Regions from separate parts of the Mus musculus genome. Here region 2 is linked to region 1. A link is a contact called in public promoter capture Hi-C data. All regions are on one chromosome and are shown on one strand. The core of a region is the stretch at or near the end of the contact, and the rest is flanking DNA. Distances in the headings are between cores, read along the strand shown.

What was found. Promoter capture Hi-C pulls out the DNA fragments that hold promoters and counts their contacts.
Region 2: a contact with region 1 is called in a promoter capture Hi-C map of pre-B cells, with 8 times the contacts expected there. The contact joins the promoter of Paqr5 here to the promoter of 1700036A12Rik in region 1. A contact is called at or near these places in 1 of 39 promoter capture datasets (pre-B cells) and 1 of 115 datasets of contacts at active chromatin or transcription factors (large pre-B cells).

Annotation. Positions count from the first base shown.
Region 1 is chr9:60,766,272-60,772,369 of GRCm38.p6, reverse strand. It overlaps 1700036A12Rik (a long non-coding RNA gene), which reads right to left and starts at 4,461. Exons shown (of 2, transcript XR_001779187.1): 1 at 3,626-4,461; 2 at 2,094-3,522.
Region 2 is chr9:62,022,450-62,028,785 of GRCm38.p6, reverse strand. It overlaps Paqr5 (progestin and adipoQ receptor family member V), which reads left to right and starts at 1,996. Exons shown (of 8, transcript NM_028748.2): 1 at 1,996-2,099.

The DNA of each region.
Region 1 (6,098 bases), core at 3,212-5,711:
TGCTGTTGAGATCTTAAAGAGAAGGGGTAGATGTCACTTATGTATCCCCTACTAGGAAGGAATTTTAGTGACACTGCCCATAGCAGTTAGTGCCCATTTAACTCATTTGAAATTAATCTCATTTTCTCTCTTCCACTATACAGGTTATCCATTAGATTTGTGCTATAAATGTGCTTTGTGGTTTTGTTTGTTTATTTAGACACAGCCAGGTATCTATAACTAGACCATAAGATGTGGAGGGTAGCCATTTCACTAGCTCTTATCTCCCTGGGATCTAGTGCTGCATACTGCTCCTAGCTAGTGCTTGCTGCCCAGGCATGGTCCTTAATTGATCAGTCCACTGGCACAGAAGCAGGTTGGAAGTGGTGACTCATGACCCAATACTCAGGAGGCCAAGGCTTGGCTATACTATAAAACTTGTATAAAAAATACTCTCCCAAAAATATAAACGTGTGTAAGTGTATATCCTTGTTCTCAGGAAAGGTTCAGTATGACTGAATGAAAAGGTCTCATTTGAAGCCCTAAGTTTCAACTCAAGCAACATCATGGAACCTGTGCTTCATTGTAAATAAAAATAAATGTACAAGGCCTCTGGCTCCTAATCTTTGGACCCTGGGTGTCTTGTAACATATATCAGGTGTCATTTTACACACACACACACACACACACAGACAAATTGGAGCCCATGTAGGTGGAGACTTCTGGTTGATTGACTTCTTTTGAGAGCATCAGAAAATTAGTAAAGACAAGAGTTCACCCTGGTAACGCATACCTGAGAAGCAGGAACCGAAGCCTTCTGTACCAGATGACTGCAGTTGCCTAAGCACAGTCGGCAGCCTTGTGACAGCCCCACCCTTGACACTTAGCAAGGGTATGGGCACACGGCACGTGCACACAGACTCCTGTCTGAAGGGATTGAACCTTCAAATTAAATTCAGCCATTTTTATTTATCACCACACAAGAATGGAGAAGCAGAGACAAACTCCCTATGAGTCACTTCTTAGACAAGTTGCTTCATCTCTGGGGGCTTTGCTGTGAACTTAGGTACAGGATCCTGAAGGTTCTCTGCTCCTACGGGGTTTTGCTCTGCTCACATATCTCAGATGATGACATGGTTAAGGAGACCCAGGCCACCTCAAGGGCTTACTGGTACAACTGCCGCAGTCTTGCATCCTCAGAGAAGTGGATAGAAGTCAGCTGCTCAGGAAAAGGCGCAGAGGAAGAAATGACTTCCCCACTAAATCTGGGGAAAAGCCCTAACAGGCTGTCATTCCCATAACCCATCCAAGAGGCTCCTCCTCCACAGGAGGCAGAGCCTCATACCCCACCCCCTCCTCCTTTCTGACTTTTCCCTTTAGACCACAATTCTCCAGTCAACCCAATTTATTTTCTATCTTTGAACTTGGGTTCACTCACATCAAGAATGCTGCCTGCCCACTCCTTAAACCCCCAGGAGGAGGGCGAGTAAAATGTCTCAAGCTTTATTTGGAAAATATTCTTATATAAAAGGTCATAGTGATTAAAAATATCCATTGCTTTTTACAAGATAATCAGTCCTATATCCCCAGCCTCAGACATCAATCTTAAGTAGATCTAAATGCTGTCTAAAAGGATAAGAATGAACACCACCGAGTTACATAATTTGGGGGGGTTGGGTGGGAAATGCAGGCGTTCTAATCTAACTGTCCAAAACCAAGGAATGATCAAGTTACAGTACACTGGAATGATGGAATATTGTGTTGGGAAATGGCAGAAATGGTTTGGAAACAAAATGTGGTGGCTGATTAATTCCCAAAATAAGTGAGGAGAGACGGGGGAGAAAGAATTAATTGTCATGATGTCAACCAAGTAGACATGAAATAAATAGAAAAAAAAAAAAACAACTGAAAAGAAACCTAGCAAAATGCTCACTGTTACTTCTGAGTTTTAAGATAACTCTTGTTCATTTTCATCTAATATTTTTTGGGGGGTAAAAACCGATAAAGTTTTTATTGGTAGTAAGCTATTATTGCTGTCAGAATAAAAAAGAGTATTCAAATACAAATATATACAAATATACAAAGGCCTGGATAAAAACATTGAAGCCTTCTAGTGCGAGGGGTAAGGATGTTATTTATTGTCATATAGATATAGACAGACATGTACAGTTTCCCAATTGTGTATTATTTATAGAATCAATGAAAAATTAAAAAAAAACCACAGGAAGATAATTGTCACTGGCTCCCACTCGAGCTTTCTCTCTCAAGGTGGCCCTGATGAAGGAGCACATGCTTGCTCAAAAGCAGCAGGATGGCCTGCCAAAGTGGTTGGGGAAGGCATGCTTGTCACTAAGTTTAGACTACAGGTGGCAGGAAGGACACTGGGGGAAGGATTAAAGCTCCAAGAGGGTGGCCTCTCAGGAAGTCTCAAGAACTTAAATCCGGGCTGTGCAGTTGAGGGGAAACGTTACTTCCAAACACCTCAGCCAGCTGTGGCTTTGCTGTTGGTCTTGGGCCTGGGAGGCGAGGCTACTCATCTCCATGACTGCTCTGCCTGTGAACCCTCCACAGGACTCAGCTGAGAGTGGGAGCCACGTATGCAAGTGACCGCACTCAAGACACTGGGGCGTCCTCTGTTTGCTCCCAAGGCTGGAAGACCCCAGCTGCTGGAGAGTCAGATCATAGACAACATTTGCAGGCAACAGGAACAAAACCCAGGAAACACCTGGGTAATCGTTGATCTTCTCAAACATCTGGCATCCAGTTGAAGAGCAAAAGCCCCGAAGCATGAGTCACATGGGCTGTGCAGTCTTCTACTTCCTAGTAGGAGATGCTGGACAAACTAATTGGTCTGTGCCTCTGTTTCTCCACTTATCACATTGGACTCAGCACCTGACTGATGTATGATAAATAAGGTTGCATGATTGACAGGGCCCGGGGGAAGGCTCACAGGAGCACCTCCTAGGAAGAGACAGGGTGGCATTCCCTGCCCCACACCATATCCCTCTCATGTTAAAGGAAACCCAATCTTGCCCTTATAGACACTTTTCTGACTTTCTTCTGGTAGGCAGGTTCCAATCCTTGATCCAGTCCGCGGCTTAGCCTTACTCAGTCTGGAAGGGTGTCTGGTGTTGGGGCTAGGGTGAGCAGTGCGGGTGGTGGGAGCAGAGTTCCCACCAGCCATCAGTTGGTGGGATGGTGGGATCTGTCTTCTTCCCTCTGTCTCATAGTCACGCTTCCTCTGAAGTATTTCTATCTCAACCTCAACCATGTTATTATATTATCTTCTAAAATGTGGAAAAGCCCCCTCTCCCTGATTCCCACCAGCCTTACCCTACTGCCCTGCCTCTAGTCACAAGCAGAGGAGTCTATACTTGGACTCTAACCAACTACAAGAGTCAAGCGGACCCCAGGAGACTTCAACATAAAAGAAAAAATAACAGCACAAGCGAGGCATTTTCCAGGGGGCGGCCAACAGAACGTGGAAGCCCACACAAACGGCTGAGGATGGAAGAGTAGGAGGGTTTCCTGCTCCGGGGTGTCCTGAAAGGAAAGATAAACAGAAGAGAAACCCAACTTTCAAAAAGAGGGGGCGCGTGAGTGGAATCTACCCCCCACTGCCCAGGAGAGGTAGTTACCAACATACGGTGTTAATCCACAGCCGTGGGTCACACTGCATCTCTGCGGCCTCCGAGTACACACGAATATTTGGTGCTTTTACCTAGTAGAGACAAAGCACACTGGGAACTGAGCCCAGAGATCTGTCCACAGTGGGAATTCAAGAAAGGGACAGAGGATGTAATCAGCTGCTGCCTAGCTCCCCAGGGTAGGTGATGGGGCAGAGCTCACTTCCCAGCTGGTCAAGCTCATCAGCAGCCACCGCATTTGCTGGGCGCCCAGCGAGTTTCTTCCCAGGCTGGTCTCAGTCATCTGTCTGCCGGAACTAAGTGAAAATGGAGTTTTTGTAGGATTCTTCTGTGGGTGCTGTGCTTAAAGAAGAATTCCTTTGAAATGATGTCCGAGATGAAGCTTCCTTCTCCGGCTGTGCCCACAGGGCTGCTTTCTCCTCCAGGCCACTGGTGCCCTGCAGAGGACTGTCATTGCAGAGTTCTTCAGCTTGGCTGAGTTCTAATGGGCACAGCCAGTCCCCTTCTTTTTCAAAGTATGTGTTTTGTAAAATTGCTTCTTTTCCGTGACAGTATGGATTGACCGTTTAGAATGAAGATGATTAAAAAGTTAGACATAAAAAGTTGCTTTTTATTTTTAAAAGTGCTATTACTCACTCAAGAAAATATATACAAGTAAAAGGAGAAATGTTCAAATACCCACAGCCTCACTTTAAACAGTCATGACCAATACCATGTTAGATTATCAGAATACTCTATCATCTATCTATCTATCTATCTATCTATCTATCTATCTATCTATCTATCTAACAAAATACACACAAATGTACCTTTTCCAAGCAAAACCAGGCCAACTTTCCAGTTACCCATCGCTTGAAATACTATATATTGGTATAACGAATCCCATCTTCGGTAGGCAGGGTGTGGCAATTTTTTCTCTGAATGTTCTATTGGTGGCCGGGGAGATGGCTCAGTCAGCAGAGTGTCTCACAAGCATGAGGACCTAAGTTCCATCCCCAGAAGCACACACAAAGTAAGACATGGTTGTGTGTGTTTGTAGTCCCATCAACGTCGAAGTGGAGACAGACAGATGCCTGGTGTCCACTGGCCAGCTAGCCTCAACTGATCAAACCAGGCTCAGAATGGCTGAAGCACTTTCATCTCCCTTTAGGAAATCTCAATCCAAAGACCAGCTTAAGGAAGGACAGAAGCATTGAAAGGTGGAGGTGGAGGAGGTGAGAGATGACCCGGAGAGTGGACTCCACACAAGTACAGTGGTGTCTGCACCATCCATGGTAAGAAAGGAGCCTCTGGACCTCCCGGTGACAGCCAGAAACCCCATCAGGGAGGGGGGTGGGGTAGGGAGCCAAGGTGACGACTCAGCTTTTTGGAAGTGTGGAGCTTCCGATTGAAAGCTCTTGACGGGAATCCCTCATCTGCTGGGTGAGACACTCTTGGGTCTGAGACACTCTCGGGATGTGTGCTGAACCTTCCGCCGGCCAGTGCTCACTTACATGCAGCCAGACCTTCCTGCACCTCCTGGCTTCAGGTACACTGAGGTCTAAGTTTATGGGTCCTAAGTTTATGGGACTTTCCAGATCCACTGTTTCACAAGACCACCTTTCTCCTAACATCTCTGTTTTTAGGGTATTTTGGTGGAGAGTCGGGGTTTCCAACACAGCCTTAGAAGGAAGCACAAGTTATCATATTTATTAGAAGGCAATTGGGCATTCCTCTAACACCACCTTAGCAGCTCAATTTAAGTTGAGACATCTGGGGTCTGGAGAGGTGACCCAGCAGTTAAGAGCACTCACTGCTCTTGCAGAGGACCAGAGTTTGATTGCCTGTTTTATGGATCATGAAAGCTTATAACACCTGCCCCAGGGGATCTGACACCATCTTCTGGTCTTGTGGGCCCTTGTACACACATGTGCACACACAGAGACATATACAATGCATGTAATTAAAAATAAAATTAATCTGTAAAAAAATCAAATTGAGACACCTAGTCTCTAAATCTATAAGCTAATAACCTTTCTCAAGAAGAGAGTTCCCAGATTGGCCAAAGAGTTGCTGGGGCAGGAAGCAGGTTGATGGGGAAATGCGTTGTCGTATAGAAAAAACAAGAAGGAATATAATGTAACTGAAAAAAGCTGGCCTCAGTGTGAGGACACAGGCATGCAGTTCTTCCAGCCATAGGCTGTGGGGTTTTGAGAAAGTAGCTTTCCCTCTCTGGTCCCAGCTTTTAAATCTTAAAGAAGAGCCACCATCATCTTTCTCTGGCTTCTCTGTTGCTCCGTCTCTCATTCTATATGATTCTCCTGGTGTGGTTCTGAGAAGTTGTTTGTGATTTTTTTTCACAGTGTTTAGCGTTGCAGAATCTTATAAGCAGATTCCCAGCAACTGACCCCATGTTATTTCTCTAAAGAGACATCCAGTCAAGCTTTGTCTTCAACGCTGTTAAAATGGGAAACATAAAGGCACACACTAATG
Region 2 (6,336 bases), core at 747-3,246, 1.3 Mb before region 1:
CAAGGCTGTCATAAATTATGACATGATAATGAATTAATCACCAAGGACCACACATGCACTGAAATTAGGAGCCTGCTTCTCCTGACATGCCTGCACTGGGCAGGACTCTGATTGGGCATTGGGCATCTCTGTTTTCCTCAGCTACAGATAGTGGGGTGCATGCCCACATGATGGGCTCTGCAGCTCCTGTAGGGAGTACAAAGAGGCCTTCCAGAGGTTGCTACATGCTTTCATCTGCCTCCAAAGCCCATTCCAGTGCCACAATCAAAAGATGATATCAGAGGACACCCAGAGCTGGTGGTTCTGTTACTGCCATACCTGCTTGGGCAGGGTGGGGGTGGGGGGGGTGGAGGTGGGGGATGGATGGAGGGAAGCCTTTGCCAATAACCTTGGGAAGACAAAGCAGAGATCTGCATCTCCATCTAGTGGATTCACTCAAGGCCGAGCTCAGCAGAGAACCCATTTTCCACCCACTTGTCAAACTCTGGTGTGCACAGGATGCCTGCCTGCCTGCCTACGTGGCTAAGACACTTTCCCCTTAAGCAATTAGATCTGGGAGTGCTAGAGAGACAGCTCAGTTGGTAAAGTGCTTGCCTTTCAAACAAGAAGAGAGTGTTCCATCTCCACAGTCCATGTTTAGAAGGGGGTGGGGAGCTAGAGAGAAGACTCCATCGAGAGCTGCTCCTGCAGAGGATTTAGTTCCCAGCACCCACATCAGTGGCTCACAACCCTGTAATCCAGGCGAATCCAACACCCAGCGCCTTTTTGTGTTTTTATTTCTGTGGGCACAAGGCACAGAGACACACAGATTAAGAGAGAGAGAGAGAGAGAGAGAGAGAGAGAGAGAGAGAGAGAGAATGAAAGAAACCAAGAATTAGTAATTTATGCTTGTAATCCCAACACTGGGAAGTAAAGACAGGTGAATCCCTGAGACTCACTGGCCAACCAACACACACACACACACACACACACACACACACACACACACACACAGAGAGAGAGAGAGAGAGAGAGAGAGAGAGAGAGAAAGACAGAGAGAGAGACAGACAGACAGACAGACAGACAGAGACAGAGAGAGAGAGAGAGAGAGAGAGAGAGAGAGAGAGATTTGTTCCAACACATCACATTAACTTCATTCAGAAACAGACCTAGAAGGGACCAGAGCTTTGCTCAAGGTCAGAGTTGACTAGAGTCTGGGACAGTCTCCTATTCTTCCTGGTGTGCATACCTGCCAGCAAGGCAGGTCAGGGAGCAAAAGGGAGGCAACTTCAGGGAGGACCACGGAGTCTGCCCACTGCTCACTGGAGCCTTCCAGATTGATCCTGGAGATTGATTGCCTGCTGTGGGGTGGGAGAAGGAGGAAGTGGCTTTGGGCTGTTCTTCAGCACCTGGAAGAACCAGCTTCCAGCTTCCCAGAGCCGGGTTTCTTTGTCTTCTGTGTCCCTTCATCTCTTCTCTCTGTGTCCACTAGCTGGTAGAGGGCCATGCTTAACATCTTCCAATCTGGGAACCTAGGACCAGAGACACCGAGCCTGCGGACAAGGGTTTCCAAGGACCCACTGTTCTAGGTGGTCTGATGGCAGGGGCCATCATCAGCCGGGGGCCTCTCAGCAGAGGAGAGGACCATGGGATCAGGCAGTTGCTTTCCTATCCTTCAGTGAGCTGCAAGGTGGCCTACGGGCTCCCAGACCTCAGATCTAAGGGTAGGAGTAGTGTAGAGTACCTACCAGAGAGTACAGGATGAGAAAGAGAACCTTGTGTACCTCAAATTTCAGCTAAGGGGCACCTGAGGCTGAAGGGACGCGGGAAGCTTTGAAGGAGAAGAGGTCTAGGGTTCGGTGCACGAGGCCTGGCGAGGCCAGGGAGCTGGGAGGAGAGCCCATCGCTCGGCTCCTCCCAGAGGCCGCCCTGCCCCGCCCCTGCCGGGACAGCCTGGGCGGGGACCCGCGACAGGAGGGCGCGCCGCTCTGGGTTCTCCAGGTGCAGTTCCCAGGCGCTTGGGGGCCCGCGCTGGCCTGGGAGGAGTAGCCCGTCTCGGATCTGCTCTTGCTGCGTCTCTACGCCCTATCCACTGGACGCCAGTGAGCCTCAGAATTCAGGTAACCGAGGGCGGAACTCCCGGCCAGTGTCCCCCACGGGTCCCCGTCCTCACGCTCCTATTCTCTGCCACTGAGCCACGGAGCCCGGGTGCTACTTGAAGACGGATCTTGAAAGTTTGCTCTTGGACGGTGGTGCATCAGGCAACTGCCAAGCAGACATTTGCACCCGCGCACCCCGAGCCCACGTGAAGAGGGGAGGCCTTTTCCCCAGCCTTTCTAAGTACCAGTTTTTCTCTTAATTATTCAACGAAACAGACACCCTCCCCATCCTGGCTCTCCATCCCTTAAAAAAAAAAAAAAAAAAAAGTCCTGGGATGGAATTTGACAGTAATTCTTAAGCTTTAGCGATGTTTATATGTGTACTTCCCGCCTCCTCTCGCCAGACGCACGCTATGAACCAGTCAGATAGTGTGCGGGTAAGGTGGTACAGTTTTGTGCCCAAGGAGGTAGCTCTGCGCCCTGATAAAGAGGGTAACCAGACACAGGAAGCTGGGGTTTTTTCCCCTCTCTTTTCTTTTTTCTTTTCCTTTCCTTTCCTTTTTCTTTTCTTCTCTTCTCTCATCTCCCCTCCCTCCCCTCCTTTTTCCTTTCCTTTCCTTCCCTTCCCTTCCCTTTCCCCTTCCCCTTCCCCTTCCCCTTCCCCTTCCCCTTCCCCTTCCCCTTCCCTTTTCCTGTCTCATTCTGTTTGGTCAGGCCGGGTCCTTATTGACGCCCATCCCAGCACTCTCAAAACCCAGACTGAGGAGCCTATGCCCTGAGGTGGGTGGGCTGCAGCCTACAGGTGCAGAGCACTGGAGCCCACAAAATTCTTGGTGGAAAGAAGAAAGCCGCGCCTTCCCCCAGAGCCAGAAAGAAGAGAGGGGAGACTGGGTGGATCCTAAAGCAGCCATCATGGCTGACATGGACACCCCAATTTCACTTTTCCGCGGGGGGAAAAACCAAGCAGATGGTAGCTGAAGAAAGAAAGGTGACTCCAAAAGGTTAAAGCATTTGACCCAAGCACAGTGGTGGGCCTCAGCCATGGTCTCTTAGACCAGGGGCTTCTGCATTTTAAAAGATTACTATATTTCTTTATTATTGTGCTTGGTAGTGGGGTACATGTGGAAATCAGAAGACAAGTTGCAGGGGTCATGTGGGGCCTGGGGATTGAACTGGGTTGTCAGGCTTGGTAGCAAGCACAGTCTCCCACTGAGCCATTTTGCTGGTCCTTTTCTGGTTATGCCCTTGACTGGCAGGAGCCAGTTGCTCCCTTGACGTCCAGGAGTGTGCAAGGTGAGGGCACTTTCAAATAGAATCCAAATCCCCTTAGGAAAGTCTGCCAAACCCCTACCAGCCCCTTGGTAAGCTCCCCTGACAGCAGGAGGGAGGCAGGACCTGCGGTCCCTTCTGTATCCATAGTACTTGGCACAGGGAAGAAACAGAGCCAGACCATCGTGAGTTAACCAGACACGGGTGAGTTCTTTTTCCAGTAGACAGGACTCTGCCCTGGAAGATCAGGAAGGACGTTTGAAAGCTAGCACCAGAAAACTGTGGACACACTCCCAGATGCCTTCACACTCTGCCCCTACTTGGAGCAACTTCTTTCTTAATCCAGTATATAAAACTATAATTATTCATCTTACTTCTTGTATAGCCAAGGAAGAGCAGGGTGCTGGGTGAAGTGGACAGCCTGTCCCTCGCCTGAGCTGGAGGGTGAGAGACTTCCACTCACCTAGTGGACTTCCTCCTCACTCCTCAAAGGGTCTCATTTGAAAACATTAATTACTATTGCCTCTCCTGGATTCTTACCACCCTGCAGGGTTGCCAGGGAGGGGGAAGGGATTTGCTTTTCTTGCCTTAGTTTCCCCTAGTGATAAATAAAGTTTTATGAGTAGGTGGGTGCTCTGAAGACATCTGCATGCTGCAGAGCACACCCGACAGGAGACATGTATGCATGTGTGCGCGCGCGTGTGTGTATGTGTGTGTGTGTGTGCGTGTGGGGGGGGGGGGCTTCTCTAGGTGAGCTTTATGTCTCCCTTGAGCTGTAGCCGCATCTTAGCATTCCTCAGAGAGTAGACCTCACCAGATGCACACAGTAGCTTTGTAAGAAGTATTCACTGATGGAAAGTAATCTCTACAGGAAGAAAACTTGCCAGAATTCATGAGACCTGCAGAGCCTTGACCCTCTCTCCTTCTTTCTTCCCATGTAAGGAGAGGAACACCCAGCCATAGAACCAGGAAAGGAGAGAGGAAGGAAGGCTCCCAGAACTCAGGCCAGGGCCTTCAAGAGTCACCTAGATGGACAGCTCCATGATCTGATGGCCTCTGGGAAGGTCCTAGGAGGGGCAAGCCCAGTTTCCGGAGGAGGGGTAGAGGCTAAGATGAGCCGGGCTAAGCTAACAAGCCAGTCTGAGAAGTGTGTGCAGAGGTTGTGGGGAGCTCAGAGGCTCCCCTAGGAATTCAGGAGATCCTGGAGGCGGGGGAGAGATAGATGCACACCCTCATACACAAAGCAGTTTTTCTGGGTGACCCAGAGAGCTTTGGCTTTTGCCCCAGCCCTGCCTTTGACGACCCCCCCCCCCACACACACACACACAGACAGCTCTGTTCATTGTCAGAGCTGGAGTGCACCTGCTGGACCTTGGCGTTGGGGCAGAAAGTGCTGAAGCCCAGCCTGAAGAATGTGTGATTTCCTGACTTGTTGGGCTTACAGGGGGGTGGGGTGGGGGAACAGACAGTCAGGGAGTCACTAAGGCTTCACCAGAAGGAATGCGTCAGGGTGGACCTTCTCCTATATCTGAGGTCATTGTAGACCCCCCTAGTTCTCTGGTGCCCTCTGGGGGGGGGGGCGGAGTCATGATGGAGACCTGGTTTTCTGTTCCCTGGTATGTTGGCTTTCTCCTACAAGTTCAGTGACTTTCCACCACAGTGGATGGAAAAGTACGCAGCCTGTTTCGATGCTTCATGGCTCTAGGTCCACCCTGCTGCCTAGTGTCTGGCCCTCACTTGGAGACCGTGTTGGGGACTTTGGAGAAAGGGACAAGGAGATTGTTATGAAATTATGCAGGCTGGCAGAGGGGAGCCATTGCATGTAAGAGTTTCAATAGTTTCTTGCACTTGGGGGAAGAACGGCATTCCCTTGAAGTGGTGGCCCAGTTTTATCCCCATCCCTGTGCTGTCTGCCAAGTTGGGTTTTAGTTTGTACTATTCTCCTGCCTTCTGACCTTGACCGGGCCAGGATCACCCAAAGCAGGCTCTAGACTGTGGGTACCTGAGGAATGAGAGTTGCCTGAGCCTCAGGCAGGACATTTGCACCTTAAGGTCACCACACACACACACACACACACACACACACACACACACACACACCTTTGGTTAATTAGTAACACATAGCCAAGGTGCCCCTTGCAACTTGGAGAACTCAGTGGAAGCCTGTCAGAGACACAGAGTCCAACTGCATAGCTTCTAGAGCCCAGAGACTGAAATCCAGCAGCCTCGGTAGCCTGTCACTAGCTGTGGCCTTGGCTTTGACTATGTTCCCAGTGTCTGAAGGCCAGTGTGGCTGGCACACAGCCTCCTCGGGTTCTAGTTCTAACACTTTCCAGCTGGCATTGTGACACTGGTCCCGTCTCTTTCTGAGCCTCAGTTCCCTCATCTGTCAGAGTACGTTGGATTCTATTAAGGCATCTCACCTCTAGCACCATTACCATTGGGAGGCAGAGAGGAGGGGACTGTCCTGTGCCATAGTGAATGTTTCCCTGTGCCCTTGGCCTCTATACAACAGCACATCAACTCTGAGTCCCTTGGAAAAAAATTACACACACACACACACACACACACACACACACACGAACACGAACACATGCATATGTCTGTGTTATATCTGGATGTTTGCCTGCTGAGTGTCTTGTACCACTTGCATACAGTACCCATAGATACCAGAAGAGAAGAGGGCATCAGATCCCTTGAAACTGGAGTTATAGATGGCATGAGCCGCCATGTAGGTGCTGAACACCAAACCCAGGTACTCTGGAAGAGCAGTCAGCCTCACACACTGGGTCATATAAATATATAGCGCTTGGCTGGCTTCAAACTCAAAGCAATTTGCCTGTCTCTGCTTGGATTAAAGTCATGTAACACTATGCTGGGCTTCTGGGTCCTTTTTGACATCTGGAAATGCCTCTGGACTTTCACCAGATGTGCCCCAGGCAGCATCGCCTCTGGTTGAGAAGGGTTGTGTTATATCAGTGGTTCTCAT